2 separate regions of the Gossypium hirsutum genome follow, and region 1 is linked to region 2. Evidence: chromatin contacts called from public Hi-C data. All regions are on one chromosome and are shown on one strand. Each heading gives the region's core, a stretch centred on a gene start, on an enhancer-like site or on the middle of the called end of the contact. The rest is flanking DNA. Distances are from core to core; before and after follow the strand shown. Region 1 holds the start of LOC107948413 (shikimate kinase 1, chloroplastic). Region 2 holds the start of LOC107948411 (programmed cell death protein 2-like).

What was found. Hi-C and Micro-C count contacts between places; a contact is called where the count stands out from the background.
Region 1: a contact with region 2 is called in a Hi-C map of leaf, with 2.5 times the contacts expected there. The contact joins the promoter of LOC107948413 here to the promoter of LOC107948411 in region 2. A contact is called at or near these places in 16 of 34 Hi-C or Micro-C datasets (callus, fibers, hypocotyl and 3 more).

Annotation. Positions count from the first base shown.
Region 1 is chrD11:42,254,665-42,259,534 of Gossypium_hirsutum_v2.1, forward strand. LOC107948413 (shikimate kinase 1, chloroplastic) reads left to right here and starts at 1,841. Exons shown (of 11, transcript XM_016882952.2): 1 at 1,841-2,098; 2 at 2,255-2,471; 3 at 3,070-3,128; 4 at 3,359-3,413; 5 at 3,503-3,575; 6 at 4,395-4,482. The coding sequence starts at 2,261.
Region 2 is chrD11:42,064,705-42,069,915 of Gossypium_hirsutum_v2.1, forward strand. LOC107948411 (programmed cell death protein 2-like) reads right to left here and starts at 1,599. Exons shown (of 7, transcript XM_016882949.2): 1 at 1,368-1,599; 2 at 946-1,035; 3 at 743-840; 4 at 1-70. The coding sequence starts at 1,460.

The DNA of each region.
Region 1 (4,870 bases), core at 591-3,090, 190 kb after region 2:
CCTCAAAACTTTTACTCCTTCCCACTTCCCCCCCCAAAAGTTTTACTCCCTTCCCCTCCCAACCGCCAATCTACCCAAAATCCATTTCCCACCAAAATTTTACTCTCCCATTTACTTTTTCTCAAAATTTTACTCCCAAAAACCCTCAAAACCTTTTATTTTCCCCCAAAATTTTTACTCTCTCCCACTTTTCCCCTAAAACTTTTATTCCCTTTCCATCCCACCTCTCATCTACCTAGGTGTGTTCATTCGGGTAACCGACCGGTTAACCGACCCGAAATAACATTAACCGAATTAACCGTTCAAAATCTTTAACCGTTAACCGAACCAAAATTTTTTTCAAAAACATTAACCGAACCGAAATTTTTTCGGTTAATTCGGCTGGTTAACCGAATTAATCGAAAATTATATGTTTTTTTTTATTTTTGGTTAAAAATTAACCAAACTAACCGAATTAACGGAATTACCCGAATTACCCGAATTAACCGAATTAACCAAATTGAATCACTACATAATTAAATTATTTTTAGACTTTTAGACTTTAGTTTTAGTCTTATTTTTATAATTTTATTTTTATTTATTAAATTATTTGTAATTTTTATAATTGGGTTGGGTTGGATAATTGGGTTGGGTTGAATACTTGGGTTTAGATTGGGTTTAGGTGAATAGTGGGCCTATTTATATATTATAATTTTATTTATTAATTTTTTCGATTAAACCGAAAAAATTCGGTTAACCGACCGGTTTCAAACCGAATTAACCGTTAACCGAAAAATCAAAAAATAATTAACCGACCCCCGACAGAAAAAATTCGGTTAACCGACCGATTAACCTAATTCGGTCGGTTAACCGAATTTTTTCGATTTTACCCGAATTTTGCACACCCCTACATCTACCCCAAACCCTCCCCCCTCCAAATTTTTTTTTAATATTTTTCCTCCAAAATTTTAGTCCCCTATTTATTTTCCCTCAAACTTTTATTCCCCAAAACTTTTTATTTTCCCTCTAAACTTTTACTTCTCACTCTTTACTCTCAAATAAAAAATCAAAATTATCCAAAAAAAAACACTAAACATAAATAGTAATAATTTTATTTATATCTACTATTTATATTATTAAATTAAATTTCACATTTTATATTATTTATTTTATTGAATTGTTTAGTCATATTGAATATCTATATTAAAATTGAATTATTAATTATGTGATAAAATATTCTTGTTAAAATTTTATATTTGTATCAATTTCATATTTTTTTTAAAATAACTTTTATTAAAAAATCATATTTTTACATTTAATATATTTTTTAATTCCAAAATACATAGTGACAAGAATCTAAAGATAATTGAAACAACTAAGCAAGCAAAGAAGCTAACCAGTATATAAAAAATTAATAAATGAATTACGAGGTGATGAAAGTTAATAAAAAAATTATTAAGGTGGACAAATTTTATTACGATGGGTGACAGTAGTTACAAGGACCCAAAATTATTTTTTAAAATTTAACTCGAACAAATATATTCGATTCGATTCGATTCGAATGCCCATCTCACTTGACTCGATTCGAGAAAACTTCAAATAAAGTTAGAATGATAAAATGAGATTCGAAAACTCAATTAATTTAAAAATTTTCAATTCGACTCGATTCGATCGAATGCTTACCCTTACTGACCACAAGGTTTATAGTGGTGATAAATAGTAAATAAAAAGAGTAATTTATGAAACTAAAACGTGGCAGCAGTAGAGTGAATAACAACTACCCCAAGAATGAGCCCACGAAAGCAACCCCTCACCTCACCTTCCTCTGAATGCTTGCTACCAACCCCTCCTTGCCGGGGGGAATTGGTTGGTGGGAATGCCCTTGCTTCCACGTCATCATTGCTGCACTGTTTAAATATAATAAGAGGTATATATAAAATTTGTATACAGTTTCCATACTCCAGTCGCCGCTTTAAAATGCATCCCTGCCAGAAAAAGCAAACTGCATTTCTAAAAATATTACAGTAATAGATTATAAACGAGCCTTCTCTTCTTTAATACAAAGTCAGAGAGCAATAGCCCTTCACGAATTTCATTTTATCTTTATTAATTAATCGAGGTAAGTTCATAAGTTTTGCTTGAAATTTCTGTTGTTAAAGTTAATTAGCTTTATTATTAACTAATTTCTGCATAAATTTCTCTTGAATTAATTAGTAAAAGAAAAACTGAGAATTTTTATTTTTGAAAATTTTATTGAATCCGGGGCGGTTGGAAGCTGAAAATGGAGGCAGGAGTTGCATGCAAGTTGAATTATCCGACATGGATTAGGTTTGGGAGAAAATCGACTGGTTCTTTGCGGTTCGATCGGATAGCGAAGCAAGAACACAAGACCCGGGTGGTTGTTTCGGCCCACTTTCCGGTTCAGACATCTTCCAATCGACATAGATCAGTCTCTTTGGAGGTTTCCTGCTCTTCCTATACGAACTTTTCAGGTGAAACAAAATTGATATGCCAATTTTATGACTGTTGTAATTTCGTTTATCATATTTGTACAATTGATTCATTTATTAAAGTCCTCTCTCTTTCTAAATCTTTTTCATGATATGTTGAATTTCGAAAATTTAAGGTAAAATTGGAATAAAAGGATAGCAACGTTTTAAAGGAAAATAGGCAGGAAAGAAACTTTGGCAACTTTTGCACATGACACTATAAATTTACTATTGACCTGATAGTAAATTCCATTGTTTTTTAATGTGCGGATATGACGCAGGGTTTTGTTAAATTTCCTAATATAACCATTTGTAATACTTGGAGCGTAGATTAGAAATCATTTTGTCTCTGCCTTCTGTCAAATGCCAGTCTCCTTTCATGTTCTCACTTTTCTGCTAAGTTGTACCATTTAATCTTGGTTGAATTTCATGTTGTTTTACCATAGGATGAAACTAGCATGTTTTGTTCATGTTGAGATTCTCCAAAGTGAGAGCAATACAACTCAGACCCTAGGTGGCTAAATTGTTCTTGAGAATTTTAAATTTTATCACACATATGATTGATCCCCATGATGTTATGTGTTAAAATGTTATTTCGCAGCTTCAACAATGGAAACTGGCAGCATTCATGCACCTTATGATGAAGCTTTAATGTTAAAGGTATGATAAAATTCCCTGTAATTATTTTAATCTTTGGTTTATAAAGTATGATATGGTGATTAGATACCTCCTTTTTTTTTAATCTCTTCCATTTAGTGTTTTGGCATCTATTTCCAGTGATATTTTAGTTTTTAGTTAAGGCCTCAAACACTGGAAAGAGAAGCTAACTTGTGCTGCATCTGAGATTTGTTCTGCTGCTGTATCTTACATTATGTGAATAAAATTTGCAGAATAAGTCACTAGAGGTTGAGCCATATTTAAATGGGCACAGTATATATCTTGTTGGTCAGTTTCTTTTCTCCAAGTTTTCTAAGTTTGTGCTGTCAAAGATTTACTTTCTTTGGTATCTAAACTTTATCAACATGAATCTGCAGGATTGATGGGCTCTGGAAAAACTACAGTGGGCAAAATTCTCTCCCATGTACTCGGTTATTCATTTTGTGACAGGTTTGTACTGTGAATTGTTTGTTAGTAGTGAGTCCTATAGTTGTAATCTTCTGATGTTCTAATGGCAAAATTGGTGTGGTTTAAGGGGGGAAACCAGCAGTGAATCAATAGAAAGAATTTGGTCTGAACAAAAAAGAAGAAAGAAGTTGGAACTCTAAAAAGCTTGGGGTTTAAAAAGAACCTCTTGTTTCTTTATACTATTTCATAGAAAAATAATAAGAATAATGATGATGGCTGTAAAAGCTACAACTTATTTATATAGGCATTCTTTCTTGCAAGTGAAGTTACTAGGCTTTTTTGCAAATAAAGTTTTATTCCTAGCCTTAGGTTTAAACCCTAAAGATAACTAATAACCCTATCCATATATAATATATCTAATATATAAAATAAAGGTTATAACATAAAACTGAAATAATAAAATATTATAATATAAATAAATGCTCCTATGTCATTTTCATTCTCCATTAAGATACTGGAAAGAAGAAAATTAACATGCAGAAGCTATGGAAACATTCTTCATGAGTTTCCTAGTTCTTTGTGGCATATTGTCCTCTATGGTTTGTAGGGTGGAATTAGTGGTCTTGGTCACAAGAGCTAATGATGGGTTGAGATCATGCATTATTTAAATAATTTGGGCATTAATATGTTCAGATTAGACTCCACTGTCCAAGGACTTGGTCCATTTTTGATACGTAAATTGTCTAGGTTGAATATTAGAAGTGTTATTCCTTCCTTGATGTCTACCAATTGCCAAGGTAAGATTGCTAAACCAACTTTTTAATTTGTGTCTCAAGAACAGCTTTATTCTATAATTTTCAGTGACATATTAATAGAGCAGGAGGTGAATGGAATGTCTGTAGCTGAAATATTTAAGCTTCATGGGGAGAGTTTCTTCAGAAAAAAGGAGGTAAGTCAGCAAACTCCCTCTCTTTATGCACATATTCTTTCATCCTTCAGTGTATTTTACTTGAATCATTACTTATGTTGATGATCATGCAGTAAAGTAAGCCGTCATTTTTCTAAAATTGGAGGACTGTGAAAATTTTCATGGCAATATTTTTGGATTGAGTGTTTGAGTCTTCTTCTACTTTAAAATTAATCTTTTTGGAATTATGCCTTTTGTTTCAAATTTAAGTTTTTTTATTGAGTTGGTTTGAGTTATTTATTTTTAAGTTTAATTTAATCTTTTTTTAGCTAAAACATAATGGAGATATAAGGGTCAATCTCTGCCTTTTTGTGCTATCGTAGAAGATTGTAAACCAGTATTAATCTCACTTAAGTAGGACCTCTGCTGC
Region 2 (5,211 bases), core at 349-2,848:
ATCCAGAGTAGCAGCAGAGGATGATTCCTTTGATTCATTTTCCACTTTCTGAATCCGAAGAGCTCGCCAACTACATAATCATATTTCATTAACTAAAGTATACATCTAAGTAGCCATTATTCTCATACTACAAGCAGTGGTGTGTGAAGGGCACAAGGTGCATTATAAGCACTAGTTACCTTTGCCTTAGGCGCAACGCACAAGGCAAAAAAAAGCACTAGCCTGAGAAAAGTAATGAGCAATATGTAAATGTGTGAATTTTTATATGTAATATAAAGCTTGAGATTTATAATAAACTCTGAAGTCTGGTCTAGTTTATCTACAAAACATGCATTTTTTTTGTTGGTCAATATACTTGATTTCCCTATGGTCAATGTCTATTGTTGAATACTCAAATATTAAGATGTATTAGAGTCTGGTACTATCCTCTTTTTACTAAGGCATATCTAACGAAAAAAAGTGAAAATTAAAAGAAATTAAGGATAACTTCAATTAGGCAGGCTTTTTTAAAGGCTATCGCCTTACAAAAGTAGGTGCCTACGTGCAGTAGGTGTGCACCTGATTAAATGGACTTCTCCTGAAAGGGCCTAAGGCGATTTTGCTGTCCAGTGCCAAGGCGCGCCGGCGCACCTAAGAACACGCCTTGACAACACTGACTAAAAGAGAACATAACACCTATGCAGTTAAAAGAATCATGTTTAAATGATAAACAAGGGTCAAACAAACAAATCAGAGAAACAACCTGAGAGGAGAGCTACCACAATTTGGTGTCACACAACCAAAAACAAGAAGTAGACGGTCTTCTATGTTCAAAGTTCCACTTGAAACTGGAGCATAAACCTTAACAGGAATTTAGCCAAATAATATAAATTATTGGATTCAAATGTTAAAAGTTTTGTCGGCAACAACAGGAAGAAAATGCATTAGAGTTAGAATAAGAAAAACCTGAGCAACAAGACAGAGTTTACTTCCACATTGTGTGCAGTGAATAAGTGTAGGGTTGAACTTCAAAGCCTCTATAGGAAGAGGCCAATCCTGTTAAAAGAACAAAGTTGAAGTTATAGAAAAACATAACCCAAAAAAGAAAAACTGTTGATGTCCTCTGCTAGGTTTAGCTGAGTAGACGTCTAAGGAAAAGGCAGAAGGCTAGTGAGGGAGCACAAAAGCTTTAAATATCCTCCGAACCCACTAATTTAAGGATCAAAATACGACCCAAAATCCGAACTACATTAACCCATGTGTTTGTAGATAGCCTTCTTCATGTTTTGCTTGAAAACCCACAAAGATTGATTTACTCAGCTGAAGGGCTTGACCTAGCAGAGGACATGAATACATATGAAGATGAAAAGAGGGAGAAGGAGAAATACAGGAAGTCCACCAATTTTGGTAGTGTAATGATCAGAGGGCTCACGGTTATCCTCAGCCCATGGCCCTGGCAAGCCTAGCACAACCCTACTCATCAAGCTTTCAAATAGGGATGTAAACCGATGCCTTTGGAAATAAAAAGGTTTCTCCACAACCAAGTAAACAGAGAGGGAGAGAGGGTACGGGATGGGAGTGAGTCGGGAAATGTTAGAAATATATAATTTTGGTTAAACTAAAAAAAATAGTGATTTATGTATTGTTTAAATTAGACTTATTGGGTAAGTTATTCCTCCACGCGCACGTCCAGATTTTAAAAAAAATTGGTAAAAAATATTAAACTCTAAAAATGGGTTAGAATAAAAAATTAAGTCAGTTTAAAATAAGAGTAAGATTCTGATTTGAACATTTAAGATTTAAATTAATTTGATCTATTTTTAAGTTTATAATATTTTATATTATGTTATTCATAATGCATTAAAAAAATAAATTTATACTAAATATATAATACTACTTTAATATAAATATTAAATAATGTTAAGATGACTATATAAAAAATTTTAATAAATAAAATAATATTAATATTAAAATAATATAATATAAATATTTTTAAAAAATATTTAAAATATAATATGGAAGGATCTAAAATGGGCTTGGGTTAGTCTTTTGCAAATATGAGCGGGTATGGGAAAAATTTTAGCAAAATTCTAGGCCCATATTTTGGGTTGGGCCAAGCTTAGGCAAGCATAAAGTATATTAATATCATGCTTAGACCCAACCCGAATCTGGCCCGATTTGGCCCATGAACATCTCTAGTTTAAACAAAGTTTTGGTCACCAAAATTTAATTTCAGTAACATTATCGACTTGTAACATTTAAATTATTGTGTTGTTATTTGACATTAAAGGTGTGATGGAAGTATCACATGACAAATAGTATCACTAAACGCCAACATGTTTTCCATGTGTAACACCCCATGCCCGACCTGTCCGTCGGATCCGGGTATGGAGCGTCACAAATGGACCTATGCTTAATAATTGCTAGCTTAACTACTATATAACAGTCTAAATTAAAATTTAAAAATTTAAAAATAATAATTCTTATGACTAATGCCTTAAGCCACCAAATGCTTAGTCTCTTAGATTCCTATCTCTAATATGATTTTTTTATTTACAATGGCCCTTCTACAAATCTTAAACCTTAACTAAGGACTATCTGTCCTAAAATCCAGATTCTAATTGTGCTATCGGGCTTTGTCGTTAATGATCCTGTAGTAAAGCCGCCAATTATGTCCTTTCCCTGTGTGCATGACTCGATCCAACAATGATTCTTGATCTTCACTTTACTTGGTTTCGTTTCTTCTTTGAGTCCTCGATCATCCTCACAAGTCCTGCTAAAATTAGTTAACTTCGTAAGTTCGATTGAACTTAGTGAATTCCTATACCGATCATGATTAAACCTATCACAATTGTAAAATAAATTAAATATAAATTTACTCCCTGTTCACTTAAGACAAGTTTGCTTTGTTAGGGTGGCGGACTCCACCCAATTGTTCGAGCTACTTGGCTTGCCATGAAACCTTCCTCTAGTCGAATTCTCCGCTCGACTGTATCCCTGACACTTCGCCATCTCGACGAATTCATTCCTTACTTCTCATATTTCTTTCCTTACTCTTTCCCCCTTATACGAGTGCTCACCGATCTTAAATTAACCTGGTTGTTCGTCGGTTTCTTATTATGAACCCTTTTGGTATCCTTTTCAACTATCCGTCCAAGGATTCTTAGGACATTCCTTCCTTAGTGGACTTGTTCATACCAATCCTTAGTGGCTTTCTATGGTCTGGCTAGTCCTTGGCAAACACTTTCTTTCCATACCTAGTCTAGAAAGACTCATCAACTCTTTCATATGGTGCTAACCTTCAGCACGACTCACCACTTTGGCGAACCCATCCTTATTCCACCTTATTGTTTGGAGAAGGGGGATTACTTCCAGTAATCTACCTCTCATACCAGTCCTTTCTTGGGTATATTTCTACCCCATAAGTGAATGGCAGTCCAACTTGCGAAACTAACAGGTTATTGCCCCTGCAACTATATGAGCTTGTCATCTCACTTCTCCTATACCTCTTTATTGCACTCTTCTTAGTAGCTCATGATTGCGGATCATATCTTGTGATCCTTGGATAATCTCATGTCTTACATTTCCATAACAAGGTCAACTCTCGCCTAGCCTATCTTCTTTAAATTCTCGTTGGGTCTTCGCCCATACCTTATTCCAAATTTGGCTTTCACCTTTATCCCTACCGCATTCAACATTTTGGCGGATACCTTATGATTTGCTTGTCATACTCATGCTTTCCTTAAACTTTTCTTCCACCTTTGTGGTTTTCCCATACTTGGCACTCTGGCCATTTACCCTTCGCTTGAAGTTTTGGCAGATTTACCGTGTCTGTTTTCTGGCAGACTCTATGGGTTGTCATAGCTGAGCTATGGTCTTATACCCTTCTTATCTTTTTTCTCATGTTTCTGCAAACAGAGCCAGTGTTTATTGTCCCGATGGACTTTATTTGTTTTGTGTTTACTGTCCCAGCGGACTTACTTTGTTTCGTGTTTACTGTCCCAATGGACTTGCTTTGTGGATGCCATGGAGTCATATATCTATGGTCTTAAACCGATCCGTCGTCCCGACGTACTATCTTGTGATGTCATAAAGTTTTTAATCCATGGTCTTACTCATGAATCTAGTTGTTATAGCATCTTTCATCTATGATCTTACACCACATACCCTATACCATTTACCTTGCTGTCATGGTGTCTTTCATCTATGGTCTTACACCATTATCATTACCGTGTATAATGCCACCATGACATCTTTCATCTATGGTCTCACGCTACATACTTTATACCATATTGCCATAGCCTCTTTCATCTATGGTCTTGCGCCATATACCCGTTGGAACGTCGGCACCCCTACGGCGCAGCGGAAAAATAAAGCATCCAGCGATCCTAACCATGGATCCATATGTGAGGAACGAATCGGGGTGAAAAAGGGTTTCGAAATTACCGAATGGTGATTCTAAGTAAACAGCAATGCCTCGACAACGAGTAATCTGATCTGCTATCGAATCTAGCCGCAATCTATCGTGACTTCGGCCTCTACGTAATCCACCCTGTTGACAATAAACGGAAAGAATCCCAAAAACTATTTTTGAGAAGATTTTGCTTTGACGGTTGCTAGACCCACCAAGCAAAGAAAAATGGGATTTTATACCCCTTTTTAGGGTTTCTTAAAATTAAATAAATATATCAATGTTTTTTAAACCAAAAATTATAATTGCATTAATTATAATAATGATTTCGGTAAACTATATATTTATTTGAATTTATATACTAACCAAATTCATGTTCATTATGCGTACAACAACCTTGTACATATAATGTGTTCGATATTTGATTACCCAATTAAATTAATTCTATAATTAATTAAATTCAAGCGATAACCAAACACAATACCAACTATGTTTTATTCTGTTCATTTCAACTATAGAGTGTGACCTTGTAGGTTCTTGTAACGTTAGCAGTAATACTAGAACGAGTCCAATGTTACAAACAATGAGTGGCCCCTAGCAATGCATCATTGCTACCTAAGTCACAAGAAATCATGATTCGATATAACCTTTTATGATTAACCTTTCATGCAATAATCCTTAAGTCATTTATCTCTAGATTGGACACAAGTCATGGAATAGTCACACTTGCATAGTCCATTCCATGTTCCTTGATATCTTAAGTAGACTATGATATACAAATAAGTATGACATATCATATCAGCTTATTTAAGCATGACCAT